Regions from separate parts of the Mus musculus genome. Here region 1 is linked to region 2. A link is a contact called in public HiCAR-type data. All regions are on one chromosome and are shown on one strand. The core of a region is the stretch at or near the end of the contact, and the rest is flanking DNA. Distances in the headings are between cores, read along the strand shown. Region 1 holds the start of Itga11 (integrin alpha 11). Region 2 has its middle 30 kb from the start of Gm39352.

Region 1 (5,908 bases), core at 1,255-3,754, 110 kb after region 2:
CAGGGCCAGCTCTCCTGCCTGCTGTATGTGGGTGAGTGGGTGGGGTCATCTCTCCCTCACCCCTGCCACCACTCAGGAGAAGAGAGGCAGGACTAGCTCTCCTATGAGCACACCCTTGGAGCCAAATCACCCACAACTCCCACAACCAGAACCAGCTCTACTGTGCTTCCTGGGTGATGTGTAGAGCACTCTCCTGGGTACTGCAGCTTGCCAGGGGTAGGGTCGGCTCTCCTGCTCATGAGTTCTCAGGACCAGCTCTCTCATGATGTCCAGGAGAGGGATGGGACCAATTCTGCACAGCCCTCAGACATCAACATGTCCTCGGGCAGCAACCCAGACCAGGGATGTAGTTCAGTTGCAGAACCCTTGTTTAGCATGTTTGAGACCCTGGGTTCAATTTCCAGCACCACAAAGCAAACTGAAAAGACTGTTAAATAACATTCAATAATGACTGTCTAAACAATAAACCAGACACTACAAGGGTCAAACTGTTCCCAGCATGCACCCAGTGTTTCCCTTTAAGCCAAGCAGTGTCAGCCTCATCCCAAGGCAGATCCTGCTTCCTCCGGCCCACACCTGTCCTGGCCCACACCTGTCCTAGCCCACACCTGTCCTAGCCCACACCTGTCCTAGCCCACACCTGTCCTGGCCCACATCTGTCCTAGCTCACACCTGTCCTAGCCCACACCTGTCCTGGCCCACACCTGTCCTAGCTCACACCTGTCCTAGCTCACACCTGTCCTGGCCCACACCTGTCCTAGCTCACACCTGTCCTAGCTCACACCTGTCCTAGCCCACACCTGTCCTAGCCCACACCTGTCCTAGCCCACACCTGTCCTAGCCCACACCTTTCCTGGCCCACACCTGTCCTAGCTCACACCTGTCCTAGCCCACACCTGTCCTGGCCCACACCTGTCCTAGCTCATACCTGTCCTAGTTCACACCTGTTCTAGCCCACACCTGTCCTAGCCCACACCTGTCCTAGCCCTCACCTGTCCTGGCAAAAAGAAGTTGGTTCTTTTGATATTCAGGCTCTTTTAGAAGAGCAAGAAAGCCTGCCCCTTTGTCATGCCCTCCTTTTCTGAAACTTAGCCCTGAAGGTGAGAACACCTGTGCACTGCATTCCAGCCCAAGACCTGCACCTCCTCTTTCCCTTCCCTCCTTCTCCTCTGCTCTCTCTTTGCTTTTTTATCTACACTCTTCTTCCCTCCCCTCTCTCCTCCTCTTCCTCCTTCTCTTCCTCCACCTTCCTTTCTCTCTCCATCTCTGTCTCTCTCTCCCTCTCCCTCCCTCTCTCCATCTCTCCCTCCCTCCCTTCCTCTCATTCTATCTCTCTCTCCACTCCCCCAGAATAAAACCAGCTTCCCCAGCCTTTGCAAGTGGTAGAGCGTCTCAACACTCAGCTTATCCTTCAAGGATCCTCCCTAAAAGCCAACCATTCTCAGATGCCCTTCCCTCTGGGCTCCTACACACCCTTCCTATTCATCCATCTATTTGTGCATACACTGAAAAACTCTTCTGCTCCTGAAGACAAGGAGTTGAGTGTCCTTACAAACCAAGGAGATGAGAGAGACAGAGACAGAGAGACAGAGAGGCCAAACAAATATGTTAGTTGTTGTTTAGGGTGTGGTAGGTGTATGGGTGTGCACGATACAGTGAAGATAAGAGCAGAAAGAGACTAGCCTGCTGTGTCTGCACATTTGCATGGTAGCCTTGGGAAGGTTCTGAAAAAAGTAGTGGGTTCCATACTCTCGGTTTCCCTCACGCTAGCTACCTTGCTGCCTTCCTCTGCTCCTCCCTTGCTGGGAAGGCCATCCACCACACTCACAGATAGCGGCCCAAACCCCATAAAAAGCTCCAGCAATAAATGCACGTTGAAGTTAACTGTCTGTGAGTACAATGGCTGGGGAATAGAGCCTGGGTTCCAAAGAGAAGCCTCGGAACCGTCAGGTGCAGTCCCTGTTCAGGTGTGGAGGCTGGGGCGGTGGAAACTGGAGGTGTTTTGCATTGATTCCAGGGTTCCAAGAAGCACTGTGGCCTTGACATTTTAAAGCCCAGGGAACAGGGAGACAAAGGAACGTTGTGAAGGGAGGGGAAATCCATCCAACGTGTCCGAAGAAGACCTGTCACAGAGTGGCCCTGGGTCATCTTAGGTTCACCTATGGTATTTATTCAGCTCTTTCCCCCTAGAAAATGGACTCCATAACTCGCTTTTCCAGAGGAGACCCCGATTTGGTTGGGGATGGAGGAGAGTCAGGTACCAAGCTGGCAAGGTGGCTGGCTCCCAGAAGCCATTCTCTGCTATGACCCTGAGGTTAGATGGGCTGGGAGTGGGGGAGGGCGATACTGGCGAGGGCGTCGGGGCAGCAGCCTGCCACCGGCTCAGGTGGCAGAGGGGCCTAGACTGGCCTGGAGCCAGGGCCGCCGCTGTGTCCGCGCCCCTCCCCGCCGCTGGAGCCCTCCCACTTCCTCTGCGCTGCTGTCAGGGAGCTGGAGCTTGGATCAGTGCAGGCTCAGGACGCTCGCGAACCGAGGCTGTGGCTCTGGCTCTCAGCCGCGCGACCATCGCGACACCCGCCGCCGCGCAGCGGGCCATGGACTTTCCCAGGGGCCTCCTGGTGGCCTGGACCCTCAGCCTTTGGCCAGGTACGTGTTCCCCTAGCCTGTCTTTCCTTCCGGGAGCCCCTCCCTAGTCCTCCAGGACCTTAGCTCAAGTTGAGAGAAGAGAGATGCGACGCACCTCCTTCAGTAGCACTTGGGGACACAGGTCTGCCGGGAAGGGCTGCTGTTACAACAGTCCCACCAAGAAAGCAAAGGAGGGAGGTGTGCCTAGGAAACTCTTTCTAGGACTCTGATGTGTTTGGGGAAAGAAGTCGGGACTCGGGTTGCTAGAACCACTGAGCATTTCTGATGTTCCCGATGCAGCTCTGGGGATAATTCCTAAGTGTCCACTCTGCCATCCAGGCATCCTTCCATTGACGAGGGTCCAAGGCCCCAGCTGGGGAAGGAGGCAGATCGCGCCGAATGAGCGTGACCCGACTGCCCCCGCCGCTACCCAAGGCAGAGCCCCCTGAAGTGTGGAGAGCCAGATCCTGGCGGCCCTGGAGAGCCTGGAGTCCTAAGAGATCCCGGAGTCCTAAGAGAACAGAATCCCTCCAGTTTGGCTGCTAGGCGTTAGTAAACTCTCTTCAGCCCCACCAGAAACAGAGGGCACAATCCCTCAGCCCGGGACCGGTGGAACAGATACTTAACACTAGTGTAGGAACAGAGCAGCGTCCCCAGCTCGCGCTTGGAATTATGCAATTATTCAATAATTCGGGGGAAGCCGCCGTCACTGTAACGCGCTGCTGCTTAATGTATTCCAGGTGTGGGGGCGTAGCGGGAACCTCGGTACCCGTCACTGAAGGAAAGAGAGACAAGTCTTTGGGTTCTCAGCCTGGGGTACCCTAGTTCAGGCCTCCACACTGCGGGTGCCCAGCCCAGCTTCAGCCAACCGCATTGTGCTGCGCGCGGCTAGGGAAAGTTTTCCTGGCCCCTTCACAGCGTGGCAGAATGCTTCAGCCAGAGCCAGAGCTAGATAGAGCCTAAGGAACAAACTGGTTGGTACTGGCTGCCAACCTTGCCGCTCTTTCTGAGTGTCTCTGGCACTAGCTGAGACCAATAGGAGAGGACAGAGGCAGTGACAGCTGGACAGGTGCCCTTGGGTAGTACAAGTGAAGATTCACCCCTACCCAGTCCGGTGGCTCTCTCCAAGCTTTGGTCAGTTGTCCCCATTTGGGGACACACATATATCCTTCTGTCCTTTGCTGCTTCTGGGATCCCCTGCAAATGAAAGGCCTCTTGAAACTGGCTGGGTTTCGTTCTGATCCCAGAGACTCAGTTGGAAAGCAAACTTTATTGCACGAAGTTCGAGTTGGGGGAGGGGCGGGGAAAGGGTTACTGCCAGACCAGAGGCTTTTAGAAAGCTCCAGGGAGAGAAACCCATGGGAGGTACACTCAGGGAAGGAACTGCCTGCAGTCACTGGAAATCCATCCACAGGAAGGAGATAAAAACTCCTGAGTGACTCTAGACAGGTGTCCCCAGAGAAGGACAGTCCAAGCATCCCAAAGCTAAGTGCAAGAGTTTGGAAAGTAGTTCTGCACAGACCTTGTGAGCTCTCTAAAAGCTTTTCTCATGGGGGACAATGGAGGCAGAATCCTGAGTTGTGGAAGCTGAGTTGTGGAAGTTGAGGCTTGGCGCACAGTGGGACTCCAGCAGTGGTTGCTAATGTTCGTGCAACTGAAGTGGGTGGAGCTCTGAGGGATGGAGTGTTGAAGGACCTCTCAAGAAAGGATTTGTGACTCATTGCCTCCCTTACATGGAGAAAGCCACTTCTGCATTATTGCTGATCAGTTCGGGTTTTTGGAATATGGGACTCATTATATATATCCATCAATGCTAGACGGGCATCTGCTTACAAGAAGAAGGTAGGGCTCATGTGCCCCTGCCACCTGGGCCCTGAATGGCTCAGGTAGGGCAAGAACTGAGAGAATTAAGCAGAGGTATGAGGGAATGAATGGAGAAGAGGAAGTAAGGCCTCTGTGTGTGTGTGTGTGTGTGTCCAGAGACAAGTAAGGAAGGCTTCCTGGAAGAGGAACTGGATCACCCCCCCCCAACCCCCAAAGCATAGTGTATGGAACTTAAAATGACATTATTCGTATTTCTAGGGACTAAAGAATGAAGGGATGACAATTTGTGTATGGCTGCTCAAGTGTGTATGTGTGTGTCTGAGTGTGTGGGTGCTTGTGTAAATTTGTATGTATGTGTGTTTAGGTGTAGGGGGTGTTTGGCTGTGTGTGCTTGTGTAAGTGTATGTGTTTGTTTAGATGTCTGTGTGTGTGTTTGTATTTGTGTGTGTGTGTGTGTGTGTGTGTGTGTGTGTGTGTGTGTGTGTAAATGAGTGTGGAGGCCTTAGAAAGGCTTCAGGTATTGTCTCTGGCACCATCCAGTACTATCAACCATTCTGAGAGTGTCCCTCACTACCTGAGACTGTCCCTAACTGACCTTGGACTTGCCAAGTAGAAAGGGGCAGCTGGTCAATGACCCTGAGAGACCATCCTGTCTCCACCACCTCAGCACTGAGGTTACAAACACACCACAATGCCACAACAGCCATTTTCCTTTTAATAGCATAAAGGTGCCTGACTAGTCTGGATTCTGAGTACTAGAAGGGTTTGAGGGATCCGTGGGTCATTTCCCTGGCCCAAGGACAGAATTCACTTTGGTCCCTTACCTGTGAATCATATGGGTCCTTTGGGAGGCTTCAGGAAGACACAAGGCAAGATCAGGCACTGTGGCAACGAAGGCCCCAGAGTCCCTCTGTGTGGAATTGGCCTGGACTCTGCAGTTAGGCCTTACTGCCCCTGACAAATAATGTCCTCAATTTCCTCTTCTACAAGGTAGGGGTAGTAACAGAATTTGTAAAGTTATTGCAAAGACCAAATAGGCCGTTTTCCCAGTGCTTAGCAAGTGGCACCACGTTGTCTTCCTCTCTGGAAGCCACCTCTTAGGTCATGAGGAAGGATCTGAGGTGTTCAGAGGCTTTTCTCTTGAGCTCAGGTTGACAGGAGATGGCTAAGGAGGTATACTGGAGGCTCAGGGGCATAAGTGCCAGGACCCTAAAAACCAAGACTCTCCCACTGCTACCAGCCTGGCCCTAGGTCTTGGTCCCAGACCAGACTAAAGGACTTAATATTTTGGCTCTGAGCTTTCCCTAACGTCTGTTTGATCTTGGTGCAGGCGGTTCTTTGGTATTCGGGAGGGGAAAGACCAGCTCACTTCTGTGTGTCCTTGTGGGTGTAGCTCCCCCTTCAACAGGAACCTAGCTCATGGCTGTTGGAGACTGAAAAGGCTCGACATGCGCCCCCC
Region 2 (6,013 bases), core at 314-2,813:
GCAGTGTATCTGCGAGTTAGAGTCGATCAGCCTATGTCAAAAGGCCTAACAGTCAGAGTCTGCTGTGATATCCAAGATATGGGCCATCCACAACACCTTCAACTTCTCATGTAAGTACACCTCTTGGGCTAAGTGGATACAGAGCCATACCAAGGGAATTATGGGAAATGTAGTTCTTAGTTTGTTCTCCTTAAGAGGGGAGCTGCTGTACTAAGTAGACAAGAGATAATCTGGTGCATTGATGCACATGATCATGTAAGATTCATTGGCTATGAAGCCATGGTGACTGGGACCAAGACTTCAGAATCGCTCACTGCTCTTGGACTTAAACTGTAGACTAAGCTTTCCTGTGAGCAACACAGGATCCAACCTAAAAGCTCTTGACTGAGGTCACTCAGGTCTCTGCTGGCATGTAGGTTGGGTTGACATTCCACAATGCCAGAAGCTAGGTTGTTTGTTTGTTTTAATATATTCTACCATCCATGGCTTTTCTGCCTGTGCCATTTTGCGGTTCAGTGGCTGTATATCACCACCAACAAAGTTACTTTGTCACTGTACTGCTGCTGTGAAGGGACACCATGACCAAGGCAACTATTATAAGAGAAGGCATTTGACTGCGGCTGGCTTACAGCTTCAGAGGTTTAGCTCATTATCATGGGAGGGAGCATGGCCTGACACAGACAGGAGGAGTAGCTGAGAGCTATATCCTGATTCCTAAGGTGGGGGTGGGGTAGAGCAGAGGGAAACGGAGAGGGTGAGGGAGAGGGAGAGAGAGAGAGAGAGAGAGAGAGAGAGAGAGAGAGAGAGAGAGACTCTAGGCTTGGCATGGGCTTTTAAAACCTCAAAGCCTACCCACAGTGACCCACTTCCTCCACCATGGTCACACCTCCTAATCCTTTCAAACAGTGCCACTCCCTGGTGATTAAGCATTAAAATATATGAGCCTATGAGGGCCATTCTCATTTAAACCACCACACAAGGATAATGGCAGAAAGACTTCCTCTAGATGGCTATGTTACAGAAAGTCCTTATCTCTTCTATTTACATGCCATGGTTTATTGGACTTTATAATTTGGAATTCTGTCTTGTGAAAATCACTTATGAGTCTTAGTCTGAAGGAACAATATCTAACTCTAGACCCTTGATAAAGACAGTCTCGTGTGTCACAATCCCAAGTGTTCAAACTTTGGGCCAAGCCAAAAAGAATGCAAGTGAGAGGCAGGAGTGGTGGCATATGCCTATAACCCAGCACTCAGAGGTGGATGAAGAAAGTTGGGAGTTTGAGAGCATCCTAGGCTACCTGCCTCAAAAAACAGAGCAAGAAGGTTACGGTATGAGTCATACTCCACGATGCCCTGATGTGCAGGCACAGCTTGCCGAGGCACAGACATGGCTGCAGAAACAGCATAGTCAAGGGAAGAGCTACCAAGTAGTCTGTAATCAAGAAAGCAAGGACGAGCCTGCATGGAAGGTCAGCATGTGACCTCTGGCAAGCTGAGGCTGATGGACAGCCCAGACTGAAAGCACATCTAGTTGTTGCTGACAGTGTTCCCAACCCGAGTCATAGTCATGCTGGCTAGAGGGCTGAGCCCTGAGCTAGTGTAGGTCAAGGGATCTGTGTCACACAAGAGACTCACCAGCCAACATTCTGGACTTAGATAACCATTCTTCAGGCCATGTTCCAGATCACGTATGAGTCTTCCCACCCAAAATGCAGAAGCACTAAACCCACCCTTCCTGAGCACATGATATTTTTTTGATCAAATATTGTGCAGTATTTAAGACTCTAAAGGACAATCTCTAAGACTCTTGCATACAAGAGTCTAGAGGCCAAGTTCTGTGAGAATTATAATAAATATTTTGTACTCTTGGCTTCCAGGTTCACACAAAATTCTTGTAAAACAAATTTCTAAATATTTGCGTTGTTGCTCACTATAGCCCGATTCTGACAACCAAATGACTGCAACCAGATTGATTTCTTTGGGGGCTAAGTTTTCATTATTAACATATTCCAAGTCCAGCTTCTAGAATACAGAAGGCATAAAATCATACAACTTAACTAAAATCCAAACCAAAAGTCACAGAACATTGTAGACTCGTGTTCAGCACCATACAAAGTCCTTTCAAAACACTGACCCCTGGATTGCCAGTGTTGTTAGATCCTAATGCTAAGAGAGGTGTCAGAATCCTACAGCAACCTAAAGCTACCTGAGCTCAGAATTCCCACGTGATTCCTGGAGATGTCGTTCCTAAACTGTGTCTCCCATGTCCTCAAGCTGGGCTGGCAATGGAAACCGACTGTGCAATACCTCTCTGGGTTGAAAAGATTTCTCAGCAGTTGAAAGCAATGACTGCTCTTCCAAAGGACCCAGGTTTGATTCCCAGCACCCATGTGAATTCACAAAGGTCTGTTTCTTCAGTTCTAGAAAATGTAATTCCCTTTTCTGGTCTCCACAAGCACCAGGCATGCATCTGATGCGCATACAGGCAAAACTGCCACACCATAAAAATTAAAAATTAAAAAAAGCCATTCCTCCAGTTTGAGAGCCATCTCTCCCTCCCTCAACTGCTTACACATTCCAGGAGTGCTTACATATTGTGAACAGCAAGAAGACCAGAGAGAGCAGTGGTCTTTTCCACCTATGAAAGATTAATAATAAATATAAATATTTAGAATATTTTGTGCTTATTATTAGTTTCTTGTCATTTCATTCCCCCAGAAAACTTATGGTTGGATTGTCATTATAATGAGTGACATTAATAATTACTATCAAAATTCTCATTTTAGCATAGAAAATCCAGTCTCAGAAATACCACTGGTTGCTGATTTCAGGGTTACAGGGGGATCCCCCAGCAATGGGGCAAGACATGGGGAAAGGTGGTCTGGGTCAAAACTACTGAATTCCAGCCAGGGAATAACCTAAGAGTCAGCTGTGGGAATGCGCAGTGGGCAAGCAGCGACAAACCAAGACAATTTGAAAAGATGTGAACCAATATAAGATGGCTTTTGGATTTTTTTCAAGACAGGGTTTCTCTGTGTAGCCCTGGCTGTCCTGGAACTCACTCTGTAGACCAGGCTGGCCTCGAACACAGAAATCCACCTGCCTCTGCCTCCCAAGTGCTGGGATTAAAGGCATGCACCACCACTGCCCAGCAGCTTATGAATTTTTGCTGAATTATAAGCCATGTGTGCTGGCTAGACTCATGTCATCTTGAACAAGCTAGAGTCCTTTCAGAAGAGGGAACCTCAACTGAGAAAGTACCCCCAATAGATTGTTCTGTGGGCAAGTTTATGGTGCATTTCCTTGATTGATGACTGATGTGGGAGGGCCCTGGGCTGTGGTCCTGGATACTATAAAAAAGCAAGCCGAGGAAGGCAGGGGAAGCAAGCCAGTACTCGGTGCTCCTTCGTGGCTTTTGCTCTAGTCTCTGCTCTGGCTTCCCTCCATGATGGACTATAAGGTGTAAGACAGATCCTTTCCTCCTTGTGGAGGTTGAATGAGAATGGCCCTCATTGACTCATATATTTATTTGGATGTTTGCCTCCCAGTTGGTGGACTTTTTAGGAAGGATTAGGAGGGTGTGGCCTCATGAAGGAGGTGTGTCATTGGGGGTGGGCTTTGAGGTCTAGAACTTCAGCCCATGGATTGGTGCTGCTCACACTCATGGCAAGTCTTCTGTCTTTACTAAACTCTCTGGAAATGAACTCACAGATATACCAACTGCCATGTTTTCATGATGATTCAAAATTCAGTCCATTTAACAATGAAATCAACCACTACACATATGCAGGCTGAAACTTCATGATACAGGCAAGTAACAGCAGTGGAATTTTTTAAGCTCTAAAAGAGTTTTACTTCTGTACACTCAGTGCATGTGTGTGTGTGCATGTACACACACACATGTGTGCACATGTATTGTGTTCATGAGTGAGAGAGCATGCATTGCACATGTGCTACCTCACAGAAATATGTGTTCATGGACACATCATTTACACACACACGCATTCACATACATACAGAAGAACAGATAAATAAATACATATTTTAGAATAAAATGAAATGGCTTTTATAAATATGATTAATATGTTCAAGGTTTTAAAGGGAAATGTGTGCATAATGAGGAAAATGTAGATGATACAAAAATATTTTTAAAAATCACTTGGGTTTCTGCGAATAACAACACAGTATTTGAAATTTAAAATCCATATGGAGTTAAGAGAAAATTGAGTAAACCCCAGCAATACTGAAGACAGTACTGGTCCCTTTCTACACTGAAATATGTGGAAAGGCTGAACAACAGGTAAGTGCAGCCACTCTGACCTATGGGGCTGCATTATGCTGACTGACACATATGAAGCTACAGTTTCAAAGCAGAGCAGAAGAAACTGTGTGGAGAAAGATTGGAAAAATGCTCCCAAATCTGATGAAAAAGAAGCCCACAGATCCAAGAACACCAGTGAACCCCAAGCCAAAAAAAAATTCAGACAGACACTGTGTTCCAGTTGTTAAAAAAAACTCACTGATAAATTATTAAAACCGAGCTAGAGAAAGTACCCAAGGAGCTAAAGGGATCTTCAACCCTATAGGTGGAACAACATTATGAACTAACCAGTACCCCTGAGCTCTTGACTCTAGCTGCATATGTATCAAAAGATGGCCTAGTCGGCCATCACTGGAAAGAGAGGCCCATTGGACACGCAGACTTTGTGTGCCCCGGTACAGGGGAACGCCAGGGCCAAAGGGGGGGAGTGGGTGGGTAGGGGAGTGGGGGTGGGTGGGTAAGGGGGACTTTTGGTATAGCATTGGAAATGTAAATGAGCTAAATACCTAATAAAAAATGGAAAAAAAAATTATTAAAACCAGTAGAAGTAACCCCTCCACAATATAGTTTATAAGAGAACACACACACACACACACACACACACACACACACACACGTGCACACAAATCCATAGACCTCTGTCACAGCCATGTCCATTAGGAATGAATAAAAGACAACTTTAAAATAGGAAAAAAGTCAAATTAGAACTCTTTATTCAGTGGAATGTCCTCCAAACACAAACCAAATAAAGACTTTTGCAGACAAACACAGAGATAGAATTCAGTCTTGGCAGAGCTACAGTGTAAGAAAGACTAAAGGAAGTAATCCTGGCAGGGAAAAATGACACGAGAGGGAAACATGGATCCATCAAAAGGAATAGCAAGTGCTGAAAATAGCAATATGTCGGTAAACATATGTTTCTATTTTGTCAGCTACTTTGAAAATAATTGAATCAATGCTAGCAGAATGGCCAGGGGTAGGCGGGGAGGGGACAAAAGTACAGTGTTCTGCGATCACCCAACTCTAAAATAGTGACAAAAGCTTCAAAACATAGGCAGTGCACATGGGAAATAAACATGGAAGAGTCATGCCTCAGATTACATTAATTATAAGTGGTCCAATTTCCAATTTAAAAATCAGAGATTGTCAGATGAAAGGAGAAGGCAGATCCAACTACCTGCTGCTCACAAGAAACCTATAAAGAAACATACAAAGATGGAAGAAGACATTTTGTGTTAAAAAATTAACCAGAAGAGAACTGGTGAGATGGTATAAAAATGAAAAAAAAATCTAGAGAAAGAGAAAATAAAAATGAATATTTAATGATAATTGAGCATATGGCATAAAAGTTCTAAATAGGTGCCATGTTTGATGGCAAATGCCTTTTAATCCAAGCAATCAAGACACCGAGGCAAGTAGCTTTCCGTGAGTTTGAGGCCAGCCTGGTCTACATAGAGAATTCCAGGCCAGCCAGGGCTAACACAATGAGATTTGGTTTCAAAATATTTTTCTAAATATGCATGTTCTTCCTAATAATAGTTTCAAGAGTCATGAAGGAAATGATAAGACTGCATGGATATGGGTATGCCCACAGTTACCACGGGGGTTTCAGCAGTCCTCTCAACTAAGGGGTGGTACCCCAGCAAGAATAAAAATGTGAGTGACCCAGTTTGGGCGCTTTGGTTTATTG

Evidence for each region. HiCAR-type assays count read pairs that join an accessible place to other places.
Region 1: a HiCAR-type map of fibro-adipogenic progenitors shows a contact between it and region 2, with 4 times the contacts expected there. The contact joins the promoter of Itga11 here to the enhancer-like site in region 2. A contact is called at or near these places in 9 of 484 Hi-C or Micro-C datasets (the MC3T3-E1 cell line, adipose-derived mesenchymal stem cells, cerebellum and 5 more) and 2 of 115 datasets of contacts at active chromatin or transcription factors (embryonic fibroblasts and fibro-adipogenic progenitors).

Annotation. Positions count from the first base shown.
Region 1 is chr9:62,675,351-62,681,258 of GRCm38.p6, forward strand. Itga11 (integrin alpha 11) reads left to right here and starts at 2,505. Exons shown (of 30, transcript NM_176922.5): 1 at 2,505-2,646. The coding sequence starts at 2,595.
Region 2 is chr9:62,567,793-62,573,805 of GRCm38.p6, forward strand. No RefSeq gene overlaps it. Among named protein-coding and RNA genes, the nearest start is that of Gm39352, 30 kb to the left of the region's middle. Within about 2 kb of position 1,564, at least 7 of the 459 cell types and tissues checked have an H3K27ac peak or open chromatin away from gene starts, as enhancers often do. A contact at or near this core is called in fibro-adipogenic progenitors, where this site is marked.